Regions from separate parts of the Mus musculus genome. Here all the other regions are linked to region 1. The links are chromatin contacts, called in public HiChIP or PLAC-seq and promoter capture Hi-C maps. All regions are on one chromosome and are shown on one strand. Each heading gives the region's core, a stretch centred on a gene start, on an enhancer-like site or on the middle of the called end of the contact. The rest is flanking DNA. Distances are from core to core; before and after follow the strand shown.

The links. Promoter capture Hi-C pulls out the DNA fragments that hold promoters and counts their contacts. HiChIP or PLAC-seq counts read pairs in DNA pulled down with a chosen protein or histone mark.
Region 2: a contact with region 1 is called in a promoter capture Hi-C map of embryonic stem cells, with 2.9 times the contacts expected there. The contact joins the promoter of Abca16 here to the promoter of Dcun1d3 in region 1. A contact is called at or near these places in 2 of 39 promoter capture datasets (embryonic stem cells and maxillary cranial neural crest).
Region 3: a contact with region 1 is called in an H3K27ac HiChIP or PLAC-seq map of embryonic stem cells, with 2.3 times the contacts expected there. The contact joins the enhancer-like site here to the promoter of Dcun1d3 in region 1. A contact is called at or near these places in 6 of 39 promoter capture datasets (the 3T3-L1 cell line, 3T3-L1-derived adipocytes, the C10 cell line and 3 more), 3 of 115 datasets of contacts at active chromatin or transcription factors (embryonic stem cells, extraembryonic endoderm stem cells and large pre-B cells) and 1 of 9 other capture datasets (adipose tissue).

Annotation. Positions count from the first base shown.
Region 1 is chr7:119,893,236-119,897,460 of GRCm38.p6, reverse strand. Dcun1d3 (DCN1, defective in cullin neddylation 1, domain containing 3 (S. cerevisiae)) reads left to right here and starts at 1,716. Exons shown (of 3, transcript NM_001163703.1): 1 at 1,716-1,903. It overlaps Lyrm1 (LYR motif containing 1), which reads right to left and starts at 1,600. Exons shown (of 4, transcript NM_001285959.1): 1 at 1,571-1,600.
Region 2 is chr7:120,407,794-120,411,882 of GRCm38.p6, reverse strand. It overlaps Abca16 (ATP-binding cassette, sub-family A (ABC1), member 16), which reads right to left and starts at 2,236. Exons shown (of 27, transcript NM_001278943.1): 1 at 2,117-2,236.
Region 3 is chr7:120,692,717-120,697,176 of GRCm38.p6, reverse strand. The region is part of intron 1 of Mosmo (modulator of smoothened); the gene reads right to left. It overlaps Gm51495 (a long non-coding RNA gene), which reads right to left. Exons shown (of 2, transcript XR_003946866.1): 2 at 2,583-2,889. Among named protein-coding and RNA genes, the nearest start is that of Gm51495, 3.0 kb to the right of the region's middle. Within about 2 kb of position 1,781, at least 9 of the 459 cell types and tissues checked have an H3K27ac peak or open chromatin away from gene starts, as enhancers often do. A contact at or near this core is called in embryonic stem cells, where this site is marked.

The DNA.
Region 1 (4,225 bases), core at 467-2,966:
TACACCAAGTCCAAAAGCTTTGACAGCTGGGAGAGCAGGAAGAGATTTGAGGCCCTCAAAAGGTGACTCTCACTGATTGTGAGGGTGGATACTATTGTTTAACGATATTAAGGGGGACTCCTTATTTTTGAGGTGTTCTTATTGAGCTTCCTACTGGCTTGTACCCTTCTTGGTGGTCTCTAAATGTGAGATCTAAAGAATTTGGGGCTCTTTCTCATCTACTACCTATTCCAGGGTCTAGGAATAAACCCCACATTTATTATCTCCAACCATGACTTGTCTTCCAGCTTGTCCGTCTCATTTCTGGACATCTTCATGGGCTGTAAAATGACTCTGGACATACGTTCCAGAGAGCATAGGAGATTCCTTCCCAAACTGTTTTCTCTAGAGAAACATCTTTGGTTTCACATTCTCCCATACATTTCGTATCCAGTTCAGCATTCAGTCTGGAATGCTCAAGCTCCCAAATACATTATGAATCAATTCTCTTAATTTCCATGTTTCCACCACTGTCATCTCTCATGGCCTTAGCAACAGCCCTTTAACTACCTTCTTTTATCCAGCAGCAATTTTTTTAAATGTAAATTAAGGTTTGGTCATTCATTACACTTCAGGGAAGTAATACAAAGGCCAAAACCTTGCTATTTCTGCAACTCCAAGACTTCTTTCTCGTCTGCCTTTTGTTTAAAATGTTACCCACAAGGCAGTTCCTTCTCCCATTCTCTTTTCCTCTTAAACCTGGAAGAGGCCTTCTCACCACACCATTCAGCTTCTGGGGCAGCTGCTATTCTCTGCATTCATTTACTTATTAATGAAAAGTTCAGAAACAAGACTTCCTTCATTTTGTCATTTGCTCATCTTAGTAATGAAACTAGCCTTCATCATCACCTGAAGTCTGATTCCTACATCCGGGATCGTTTGGGTGGCCTTTCTCAAGGCCAGCACCTCTCCAGCCTCCTACAACTGCCCCGTCGCCTTCCATTTATAATCGAAAAGTCTGAAGGGTCCCAGGCAGGATCTCTCCCACGTGCCAGTTCCCTTAGGCAGGTCTCCCGAGGCCAGCAGCGATGACACCAGTCGCCCTCGCGAGGCTGGGGTCATACAGGCGCGTCTCCTAGCAACCCCACACCGGCATCTCATCCCTGGCCCTGGGAAGCCAACCCCTTTCCCCAGTCCCCCGCGACTGGAGCCGGCGTCTCCATCCTTACACTCACTCAGCGTCACTCCTGCTTTTCCCCACCCACAGGAGCCGGCTGGGAAGAGGCGGTGCCAGGAGCTCTGCCGAGCCTTGGCCACACCGGGCTGTATCCAGCAGGTCCAGTAGGCCAGGCCGGGCCAAACCACCGGGCGGACCGCTGTGTTAGCATGAGGCCCAGGTTAGAGGTCGTCTCAAACCTCCTGAAACTTCCAGATTTAGCCGACTCCCCGCCGCACTCAACAACTGAGCTAACCTCCCTCTCCTCCAGCCTTCCCTTTCACCCTTTCGTTATCCCCTTGCCCCATTTCTAGTCAGAAAATGGCCTGGCCCAGCTCCTAGCCCACCCTCCGCCGCTCCCCGCCTTGCCCTTACTTGGAGACGGCTTCGGACGTCCTCGCGTACGTCGTGACGTCACCCTCCTCGTTCCTGTCCCCGCCCCTCTCCCATTCTCTCCCTCCTCGAGCCAGCGGCCGGCGGGGTTACCGGAAGTGATGATGCAGGAGGCAATGGAGGGGGCGGGGCTTCGGGGCGGCCGCCGCCGGTGGGCTGCAGATGAGGAGGAGGCGGCGGCCGCGGTGGCAGAAAAGGCGGCGGCGGCGGGGGTAGGGAGCCTGGAAACGCAAGCGGGGATGGTAGGTAGTTTGGACCCGCCGGGCCGCCGTCGTTTCCAGAAAGGGTTTGACTGGAGGAACCTCTGGAGCAGCTGTGAGTTTGGAGGGGGGGAGTTGAGGAAAAGGGGGGAGCGTTGAGAGATGAAGGGGCGGGGGTTCGGTTCCTTCGAGAAAGGGGGTGGTGGTGGAAAGGGAGGAGTGCATATCAGCGCCTTGTCTGGACTGGTCCCTCTGGAAGAAGAGGCTGTGAGGGGAGCCTGTGGCTTGTCAAGCGCAAGGCTCCGAAAACTTACCTACTGTCCCTGCCTGTCCATCGCCAGCACCCCTCAATCCCGGGCCTGGGGACCTGGGGCTGTAGATCCCCGGGGAGGGTCTGCAGACTCTGAGCTGAAAGTCCAGGGTAAGAGCCGTGAGGTAGGAGCCCAAGGGGGAGGTGGTGGGTGAATCTGCAGCTCCCTCCCTGATTTTTCTCCCCACCCCCATCCTTTTCTGTAATCGTTAACAGCTCTGGAATTAAGGGGCTCAGACCTGAAGGCCTTTCAGTGCACCTTTGCTATAAACGATAACCATCTGTGCCTGAGGTAATGGGGCTGGAGGGTTTGCCTATATCCTGTTTAGGAAGTGGGACGGGATGACAAATGTATTGTTTTTTCCATCCCCATCTCTTATCTCCCCTCATACACACCTCTGTTTCATACTTTAATTCTCTGTGGTTAAGTGGCAGTCGTGGACACCCTCTCCCCTTTGTGGCACTTAGTACCTCAGCTACCTCTTTTGAATTTGGTGTTCAGCCTCTATCCCAGCTCCTAACTGCAAGCTTTGTAGTACTTCAGTTATGGTCTGTGTCACATTGGGGAGTACCTCACAACGCCGCCTGGCTCCCGATTATAATGAACATTTTCTTTTATGAATACTAGAATTCCAGAGCTCTTCCAAGGCATCATAAGTGGCTTCATAGCCCAGGAATCAAGGTCTCTCGCTCTAAATACTTTATATGTGAGGAATTTACATGTTGTCAACTCTTTCCAAAAATGATTTGATGTTAGGCTAATTCTGGATTTCTGTGTTTCTCTCCACCCACACTTCATGATGCACTTCAGAGAACAGAAAACCCTATATTACTGTTTTTGTTTCTACAGTTGGACAATAGCTCTTTTATGCCTGTCTCGATTTGTATGTCTTACAATCAGCTTGATTTTTTTATCTTATTTAGCCGATGCCTTGTGTATAGGTGGTCGTAGAAGAGACAGTGTGATATGTGCTTATGCTTTTAGCAAAACACAGTGCATAATGGGTATAGAAATGTCTGAAAAAAAAGAAAGACTGATTGGAAAGAACTCTCTCATATTGTTTAAAAAACAAACAAACAAACAAACACCCCATCATGAGTAAGTAGTGCCTCTTCTAGGCTGTCAGAGATTCCAGAGTGAAGTGTTAATGAATCTTGTTTTGGTGTTGATACATTTTAAAAGAAGAAATTCTCTGTTAATTATGGAACTGTCTTTTAAGAAACTTTATGCGTTAAGAAAGAGTGCGAGATTTTAGGGGTCCTTTGACTAGAAAGTGCAAACGTGTTGCTCTTTAACTGAATTTGTTGTGCAGTATCACTAGGCTTATCATAGCAGATGTTCTGATGGTGGGAAGAGAGTCCCATCGCATTTATCAGGGCCCGATAAAACAGAAGACTTGACGCCTTGATTGTACAAGTAATGATGTTTATTACAGAAATATAGCAGAAGAGTTACTGCTAGCTGTCTCACTTTAATTCATTTGGAACCTAGTTTGTCATTCAATGACAAGTCCAAAATTCATTCAAACTGCTATTAAAGTGCTAGCCAGTGTTTCAGACAGTGAGTGTACAAAGGTGAACACAAGCAAAAAGGGTCCTCTCTCAAGGAGTTTATCAGAGTGGGAGGTGAGGACAGAAATGATAAATCAGCAAATCTGATTTTGATTGTCAGCAAATCTGATCTTGATTGAATGCTGGAGAAAAATGAGTGATAGGCTAGAGTGTGTGCCTGGAACGCAATGGAGGGAGACCTTCCTGCTTAAACAGAACTTTAAACGAAAAGGAGCCAGCCATGCAGAGATGAAGGGAGAACTCTTGGAGGTTTAGGGAACAGCTTGTGCAGAAACTCACTGGAATGAACTTGGCAAGTTCTAGGGACAAGAGAGTGGGGGTGGGGTGTAGATTTAGGGAGTAAAAAGTTGAAAGAAATAGGGTCAGAAGAGTAGAGTTGGGGCTTATTAGTTAGACGAAAGAAAGATGAGTAAGGAGGAGGAGAAACAGAAAGAGTCCTTTTGGTTCATTCTGTTGCCCTTCCTAGAGCATTTATGATTATTTTTGCACGTTCTTTTGGACTGTTAGAGACAAAGGGAGCTCACCTAGCTGAGAGGAGAGGGCATACCTGGTCCC
Region 2 (4,089 bases), core at 987-3,486, 510 kb before region 1:
CTATCACATCCTCCCTCCCCTGCTTCTATGAGGGTGTTCCTCTACCTACCCACCTACTCCCTCCTCCCCACCCTCCATTCCCCTACACTGGGGCATCTATTGAGCCTTAACAGAACCAAGGACGTCTCCTCCCATTGATGCATGACAAGGCCATCCTCTGCTACACATGCAGCTGGAGCCATGTGGACTCCTTTGTTAATGGATTAGTCCCTGGGAGCTCTGGGGGATCTGGTTGGTTGATATTGTTGATCTTCCTATGGGGTTGCAAACCCGTTCAACTCCTTCAGTCCTTTCTCTAACTCCTCCACTGGGGACCCCAAACTCAGTCCAATGGTTGGCTGCAAACATCCACCTCTTATTTGTAAGGCACTGGCAGGGCCTCTCAGGAGACAGCCATATCAGGCTCCTTTAAGCATGCACTTCTTGGCATCCACAATAGTGTCTGGGTTTGGTAACTGTATATGGGATGGATCCCCAGGTGGGACAGTCTCTGGATGGCCTTTCCTTCAGTCTCTGCTCTACACGTTATCTCCATACTTGCTCCCGTGAGTATTTTGTTCTCCTACTAAGAAGGACCAAAGCATCCACACTTTGGTCTTCCTTCTTCTTGAGCTTCATGTGGTCTGTGAATTGTATCCTGATTATTTGGAGCTTTTGGTTAATTACATTTAAAGTTTTAATTATTAATTTTGAGAGAGCAAAAAAAAGCAAAACTTGCCTGTAACATGTAAACCTCTAGCTTGTACACGCTGTCCCCTGTCAGCCAGCATGCTTCCCTTTCCCCAGACATTGAAAACTATTCTTAAAGTTGGTTGATCTTGTAAAACTTGCTGTTCTTGCAAAGGCAGAATACATATAATGTGGTTTTTTTTTCTCTCTCTCTCTTTATAAGCCCTGGGCTGAGATAGCTAAATGCCGCATCATGGGAGTGCTCTTAGATGCGGCCCTGATATCAGTATTTAAATAAAAAGCTTCTGATTAGTTAAAATTTTAATAATATACTGGTGAGACGCCGAACAACTCCAGACCCATAACACTAAGAATATAATCATATCACTTGCAACAACATAGACTGAACTAAATTATCATGTTAAGTGAAACAAGCCAGGCACAGAAAGACTATGTGTACTCTTGTATGTAGGATATAAGAAGAAATTATTTCATGGACACAGAGATGGTTCCCAGAGGGAGAAGACAGGTGTGGGATTTGGGGTGGTTAAGGAATATTGATTAGTGGGTACTGAGCTATAGTCAAGTAGAAGTATGAAGTACTGGTTCTAAACAGAGATAACTACAATACACCTCAACCTACAATATATTCAAAGACTTACAGAAAAAGAATAAAGTAGACAAGCATATTTAAGAAATCTAATAAAAATACTGGTTTTTCATATTTAATTTTCTCAAGTAATGGCACCTACTTATCTAAGACATACAATAAAATTGACAAAGGTTGACCAAAGTTTTCTGAAAAGTACAGAAAAAAGAAAAATGAGTGACATCAGTTCTGGGTAAGTTCTTTAACTGTCAGCATTCAATCAAGACCCAGAATTAGATTTCATGGGGCACAGAATAGACCATGACGAGAATTCAGGAGCAAAGAGTCCCACATACGTGCCAGGATAGTTAAAAGTTTTCTTGCTTTTGTGGAAAATGTCAAGGAGCAACTTTCTTTTCCTAGAAAGCACGGAATTATGGAGGAATTAGTAGCTTTTGCTTTTCTAACAGAAGGTGTTCCTTTTTTCTTTTCAAAAGCTGACCCAGCTAAGCCATGGGTCATTAAATTAAATGTCTTAAGGTTGTGCGACATTGTACTCTGTGCAGTCCTCCTATCCATTCAGTTCTCCAACACACACGGGGAATGGTAAGGAGGTGAGCAATGTGCCCTCTAGCCTATTACCTTTAACCTCCTGTAACCTTACACCGATAGCTGGGCTCTGACATCACCCCAACAACTTAAATGGGAAATGACAGGAGTTACCATGGTCAAACTGCTCTTCCAAAACTTGAGCTGTTCCTCAGTAAGCTACAGCCCAGACCTCAAATGTACTTCAAACCTCTCACAGTGTGAGTTGTCAACTTGGGAGTTTAGGAAGCCTTAAACTCTGACACTCACCACTCAGAGCTAGCAACCGCCTCCACAGCCCCTGTTTCCTCCAATGAATCGCTGCTGGGCTCCAGTCTTTCCTGAGCAGCACTTCCGCTCAACACCCTCAACACCCGGATCAACCGCTCTGCTCTGCGCAGTCTCCCTGGGCAGGAGCCAGGCCAACCGGAAGTTCGGAGGCGGGGCAGAGGCCCAGTAGCGGAAGGCAGTGCTTGGGATGTGTGGGAGGACCCAAGAGCCTTATTCATCCTATAGTAATGTAGCAATTTAAGGTTTTTCAGGGGGTTTTTTGTTCTTAAACTATTTTATTTTAAATTTATCTACCTTAATTTTACGTGCATTGGTGTTTTGCCTGCATGTATGTCTATGTGAGAGTGTCAGCTCTTGGAGTTACCTACAGTTGTTGCGAGCTGCCATGTGGATGCTGGGATTTGAAACCGGGTCTCTTTTTTTTTTTTTTTGTTTTTCGAGACAGGGTTTCTCTGTATAGCCCTGGCTGTCCTGGAACTCACTTTGTAGACCAGGCTGTCCTGGAACTGCCCTTAACTTCTGAGCCACCTTCCAGGCCCAAGTTTTCCTTAATATAGATGAAGACTTGTCAGTGTCTGGTTTTCAAATATCTAAATTTTGGTTTTTTTCTGATTTTTCTCCTTTGTCAATTCTTGGTTTTGTTGTTTTGCTATTTTATGCTTCTCCTACTTTTCTACTTGTGTTAGGCGTGCAGTTTGATTCTTGATTTAAAAGTATTTTGTTGCTGTTTTAGAAGACTTCATTTATAGCTACACATTTTTCTCAGCTCTGCTTTGCTTTTGAAAGTTTGGTATGTTTTGATCTTATTTCATTTTCTGAAGACATTTTGTAATTTGTTTTCTTGTTTTGACTCATAATTAATAGTATTTTACTTTCAAATACTTGCGAAATTTCCACTATTTGATCTGTTGTTGATTTCTAGTTTTAGTAAATAAGTTATCCAATAAGTTTTATTAGATAAGGCACTCCGTAAGATTTCAGTATTGTTAAGTAGAGGCTTAAAGTTTTAGAGGCTTTTCTTTTTAGAGCTGGGAATCAAAACCAGGTGCTTGCTGTTCAAGTGCTCTGCCATAGAACCAAGTCACCAACCTACTTGAGAAGGATATATCTTCTATTATTATTTGTTTCAGTGTTCATCATAGGTATGTCTAAGTTCCTATTGGAGTACTGTGCTGTTCATGATGGCAATCAAGAAGGTGTTTTTATTGTTCAGTTTATACCCTATGTATATATGTTGTAAGACCAAAACAGAACCATAGCTTTCCCCCACGCAGTAAACAGGAAAGCAATGGATATAATAGCTTTAGTAATCAAAAGCAATGAATATTTCCTCAGGAATCAATCATACCTTTCTGTTGACTCCCATTAAGGTACACATACCTAGGTAGCCAAAGGAAAAGCTACAGAGTATGTTCATAGCCCTAGAGCTTGATAAAAATAAAATCCTTCTTTATATAAAAAGAACAGTGTCTTCTGTATACAATTAAAACCATTTTAATTACATTTTATTTATTTGGGGTAGGGACATGTCACATGAAGGTGGAGGTCAGAGAGGTCTTATTCTTTATTACAGGGGAAGCAAGAATAGAAACAAAAACATGTTATTTTTAAAATATCCCACTGATCCCATCCATGCACTTCATTGTCTTTCTTTAGTCACTGAAGTAAAAGACCATTATTTTGAATTTTGGAAACAATAATTTCAAACTTTAACATTAATTTAACTTAGACATAGCAGGGAATAAGTTGATGTGTGTTTATGCACATATATTTGTGTGAATGTTTGTGGCAAATTTGACTTGTTTGGGGTTTGTGCTCTTATTTACAGCTGCTAAAACTAATGCATTTCTACTTGCCAAATCTGATGACACCATCACTGTTAGATGTTTATACTCAAGTACTTAGACCATCTAAGAATGGGTCCTTACAAAAAAGAATGCTGCTCTTTCATT
Region 3 (4,460 bases), core at 532-3,031, 800 kb before region 1:
CCCCATACCCTCCCCCTCCACTCCCCTACCCACCCACTCCCACTTCTTGGCCCTGGCATCCCCTGTACTGAGGCATATAAAGTTTGCAAGACCAAGGGGCCTCTCTTCTGCTACATATGCAGCTAGAGTGAAATGGAGATTTTAAATAAGTCTTTTATTTATTCTTTGACAATTTCATGTAACAAGTATAGAATGTGTTTTAGTGAGGGTTTCCATTGCTGTGAAGAGACACCATGAACACAGCAACTCTTATAAAGGAAAGCAGCCCCCAGTTAATGGGGCTGGCTTACAGTTCAGAGGTTCAGTCCACTGTCATCATAACAGGAGCCATGGTGGTGTGTGAGTGGACATGGTGCTGAGTGTGTGTGGTGGTGGTGTGTGAGTGGACATGGTGCTGAGAGTTCTACATCCAGATCTGCAGGCAGCAGGAAGAGAAGGAGAGACACTGGGCCTGGCTTGAGCATTTGGAATCTCAAAGCCACTTCCAGTGGCACACTTCCTCCAATAAGGCCACACTTAACTCCAACAAGGCCACATCTCCTAATAGTGCTCTTCTCTATGGGCCTATGGGGGCCATTTTTATTCAAAGTATCTTAATCATAGCCGTCCCATCTCTGCATTCCCACTGTCTTTCCCACTTTCATGACCGCCCCACCACCCTCCTCCCCTCCCTGTGTTTTTGTGATGCAATGAGTCCCACCTGGTACACTGCTTGCTGGGATGCTGACTGATCTCTTGGCTTGGTTGTGTAAGGTGACCACAGCTGCAGTCAGTTCATAATGCAATGGCTACATCAGTCCCAAAAGACAAGGAAAATAGTTTTGATTTTCAAATACTTCTTCATATTTGAATTTTCTCTGCAGTGATGTATGACAGGTTGTAAATATCTACTTACGGGAAGGTCTGCAAGATTAAACCCAAGAAAATACTAGCTTGGGGCATTCTTATCAATGATGAATCAGGACAGTTAGTATAGATCCCATCTGGAGTCTGAAATAACATGTGATGGCCCTTGTATAGATCTTCTTCAAATTTAATGAACTTGGAAAGCATTTTGCCAGGAAATTTTCAGAATTTGGGGGTAGGAGAGAGAGGCATGGTCTGATGGCAAGAGGGAACTGAGGCAAGAGTCTTCCTACACCATCACTGGTTTTTGTGATGCTATTTAGCAATTTGCTAATTAAACTCCCAACCCCTCCACTGGAGCCTTATCTGCAAAATACAGTGAGGTGCAGGCGGCACAGAACTTGAGAGAATCTGATCAATGAAAGGGGGTGGGGGTGGGGGTGGGGGTGGGGAGTACCAGAGATCAAACACCTGCCTAGAAGCCTTTACAAATGCAACAGCACTTTCCCTTTCAAGCAGACTTCAGTGTCTAGAGCTCTAGTTCAATTGATGGCTAAATCATATGCTGATGTTTAAAACAAAAAAGTCAATAGAAAGCTAAAAGTTTAAAACACAAGAATTCTAAACAAAGGTAAAGTGGGTTTCCTTAAACCACAGACCTTAATGTATAGGACACTAAAGCAAGCTGATAGTATGCAGTTTTATATAAGGGATTTCTCACCACCAGACAGATGACAAGGCCAGAAGACTAAATAGCAACTCGACTGAGGAGGAACTGCAGGAACCCTGCTTCATTTTATTAATCATACTTGGATCTAACAGCTCAGAGAAAGAACGCTTTCAAAATCGGAGGTATTTAAAATGTCAAGACTGTGCATTCAGCAATCTGCCTTTGTGACTCTTAAAGCACGAACACACAGAAGGGCAAGAGAAGGAGTGCTCTGGTGACACGTGCTCCCTCAGGGTCACGAGGTGGGGGGCTAAGTGGAGGGTAAGACAGAGCATGAGCTGTGTGATCTACAGCCCTGTAAAATGCAAAATTAAAAGAAATACAACTAAGTAAATTGCATGTAACAATTCCAAAAAGACTGAGTATGCTAAGAGGGCAATTAAAGAAGGAAGCAGTTATTTCAGAAAAAAGCTTAAAACAGTCTTAGGATTTTTAGAGTCCTTAATTATGTGCTTCTGATGTTAAACAACAAAACTTTTCTCAATCCCATAGCTCTGCAGCTTATCTACGATAGGGACTGCAATGGTTTCAACACATATATTAGAACTTCTGCTATATACAACCAAATAATCAAAAGAAAGGCACACTTATATGTATTGCATAAAGTTGGCTATATACAGTATATACATTCCACATCTTTAGATTCGATCAACCTCATACTGAAAATATCCAAGGGGGAGACAAAATTGTACCTATACTGAAGATACTAAAGATTTATACTTTTCCATGCCACAATCCCTAAAGCAATACAATGCACAACTATTTATACAGCATTTCAACTGTGTTAAGCATTATAAATAATTGAGTTGAAAAGGCAAACAGAAGCGTGGCCTGGTTTATAAGCAAACAGTGTGCAGTTTTATATAAGGGACTGAGCATCGTGGCTGTGGATCACGAACCCAGTCATCCACAGACACTCAAGAATGAAGGCCTCCACACACTTCTGTGTAAATGTTCAGTATGACAATTCCATTCTGAAAACCTGAAAGCAAGAAGGGAAAATCTGAATAGTTTAATTGAAAGTAATATGTTATTTGATTACCACCTATGTATACTTTGTTTTCTGGAGGAGAAACCATCCATTTCTTTTTTTTTTTTTTAAGATTTTTTTATTTATTCATTATATGTAAGTACACTGTAGCTGTCTTCAGACACTCCAGAAGAGGGCGTCAGATCTCATTACAGATGGTTGTGAGCCACCATGTGGTTGCTGGGATTTGAACTCCGGACCTTCGGAAGAGCAGTCGGGTGCTCTTACCCACTGAGCCATCTCTCCAGCCCCATCCATTTCTTAAATTGGATGATGGTAAGACCTAGGAAAGTAACAACCCATTGTGAATCTAGAAACATGCAGATGTGCTTTCAAAAGGAAAACCGTAGTCAGATGTTCTCCCCAAAGGTAACACCCACAATAAAGACCCTGGAGATGATCTGTGGCTTAGCCTGGCAAGCATCTTCAAAGGAACAGAAACATTTTCATACTGAGGCAAAGTTGCTGAAGGCAAGGACTAGGGCAAGAAACCAATTAGAGATTCAGTCTCCCTGAGATTGCACAAGTGGAGTAGGTGTTTAGCAGTTTTCTTTCTCACTTCTCAAATGGGATCTCAAGTATTTTGGTTCAGAAAGAAACCTCATTTTGTCCTCAACTCTACCTTAGAATGCTAACACTAAAAAGGCTGCCCAGGCTGCGGAGATGCCTCAGTAGCTAAAGCACTTTCTGTGCAGGTGTGAGGGCTGCAGCTCAAATTCTAAGAACACATGTAAATGCCATGTGGCCATAGTGGCCAACCTGTAATCCCAGCATTCAGAGGTGAGGAAGACGGGACCCCAGGAGCAAGATGGCTAGAGAGAGTAACTACATAGGAGCTCTCTGGGGTCAGCTCAAACTCTGCCTCGATGAATAGGGTGGACAGTGATTGAGGAAGGCTTCCAACTTCAACATGTATACAGACCTTCATCATACTTGCACACACACACACACACACACACACACACACACACAAGTACACAAACCACATACGCCTACACACAAAGAAAATGAAGAGCACTCACAAACCACTCAAAGTTGGAAAGGGATAAGAGCTGTCACTACACTGAGTGCTTCCTGAGAGCCTCAACAGGAAATGTTTCACATGGGCTCATCTACCTCTCCAAATAACTGAACAAGGGACCTAATAGCAAGTTAGTTAACTCCTTAGGTGTTTGCTAGAAAGGACTGGCTAGGAAATGTACCACGTCTGCTTCCACAGCTCTGCTTAGAGGTTATTGTTTCGAACTATCTGGGCAGAACAGTTTTATTTTTCTTGAATATTTATCCAGAGTCAAAACTAAGATATTTCATCAACACAGACAACCACAAATAAGTGGGACATTTCCCATAAAGAACTATTTTAGACAGAAAATTCTAAAGTAATGTACTTAAAATTTCAACCTAGTAACAGAATTATAAAACTACTCTATAGTTTTAGTTCTAATAAAAAGCACATTTTTAAATTAATCTAGTTGCCAACTCTTTACTTCCTTTTAAAATTGTGTTGAAATCTTGAGCTTAGACCCTCATGGTTACTTTTATGATATATTACATAAAATTACATTTAAACCCACACACTGCTATGACTTCTCAGGGGTGGTTAAAAAAAAAAAGGACCTTCATTTAATTCTAATTAAAGAAGAGATCTTTCAAAATACTGTAATTTAAAAAAATTATTTGGAGACTTATCACATAAATACTTTAAGAAACAGACAATGAAATTTGTCTTTATTTCATCACTATTTTTATTTGCCTTTTTAAATGGGTGAACCATTTCAAAACCAGCTTATACAGTAATACATTCCCACAATCTCTCATGAAAACAAACAAACAAAAACAAAAAAACCCAAGTTC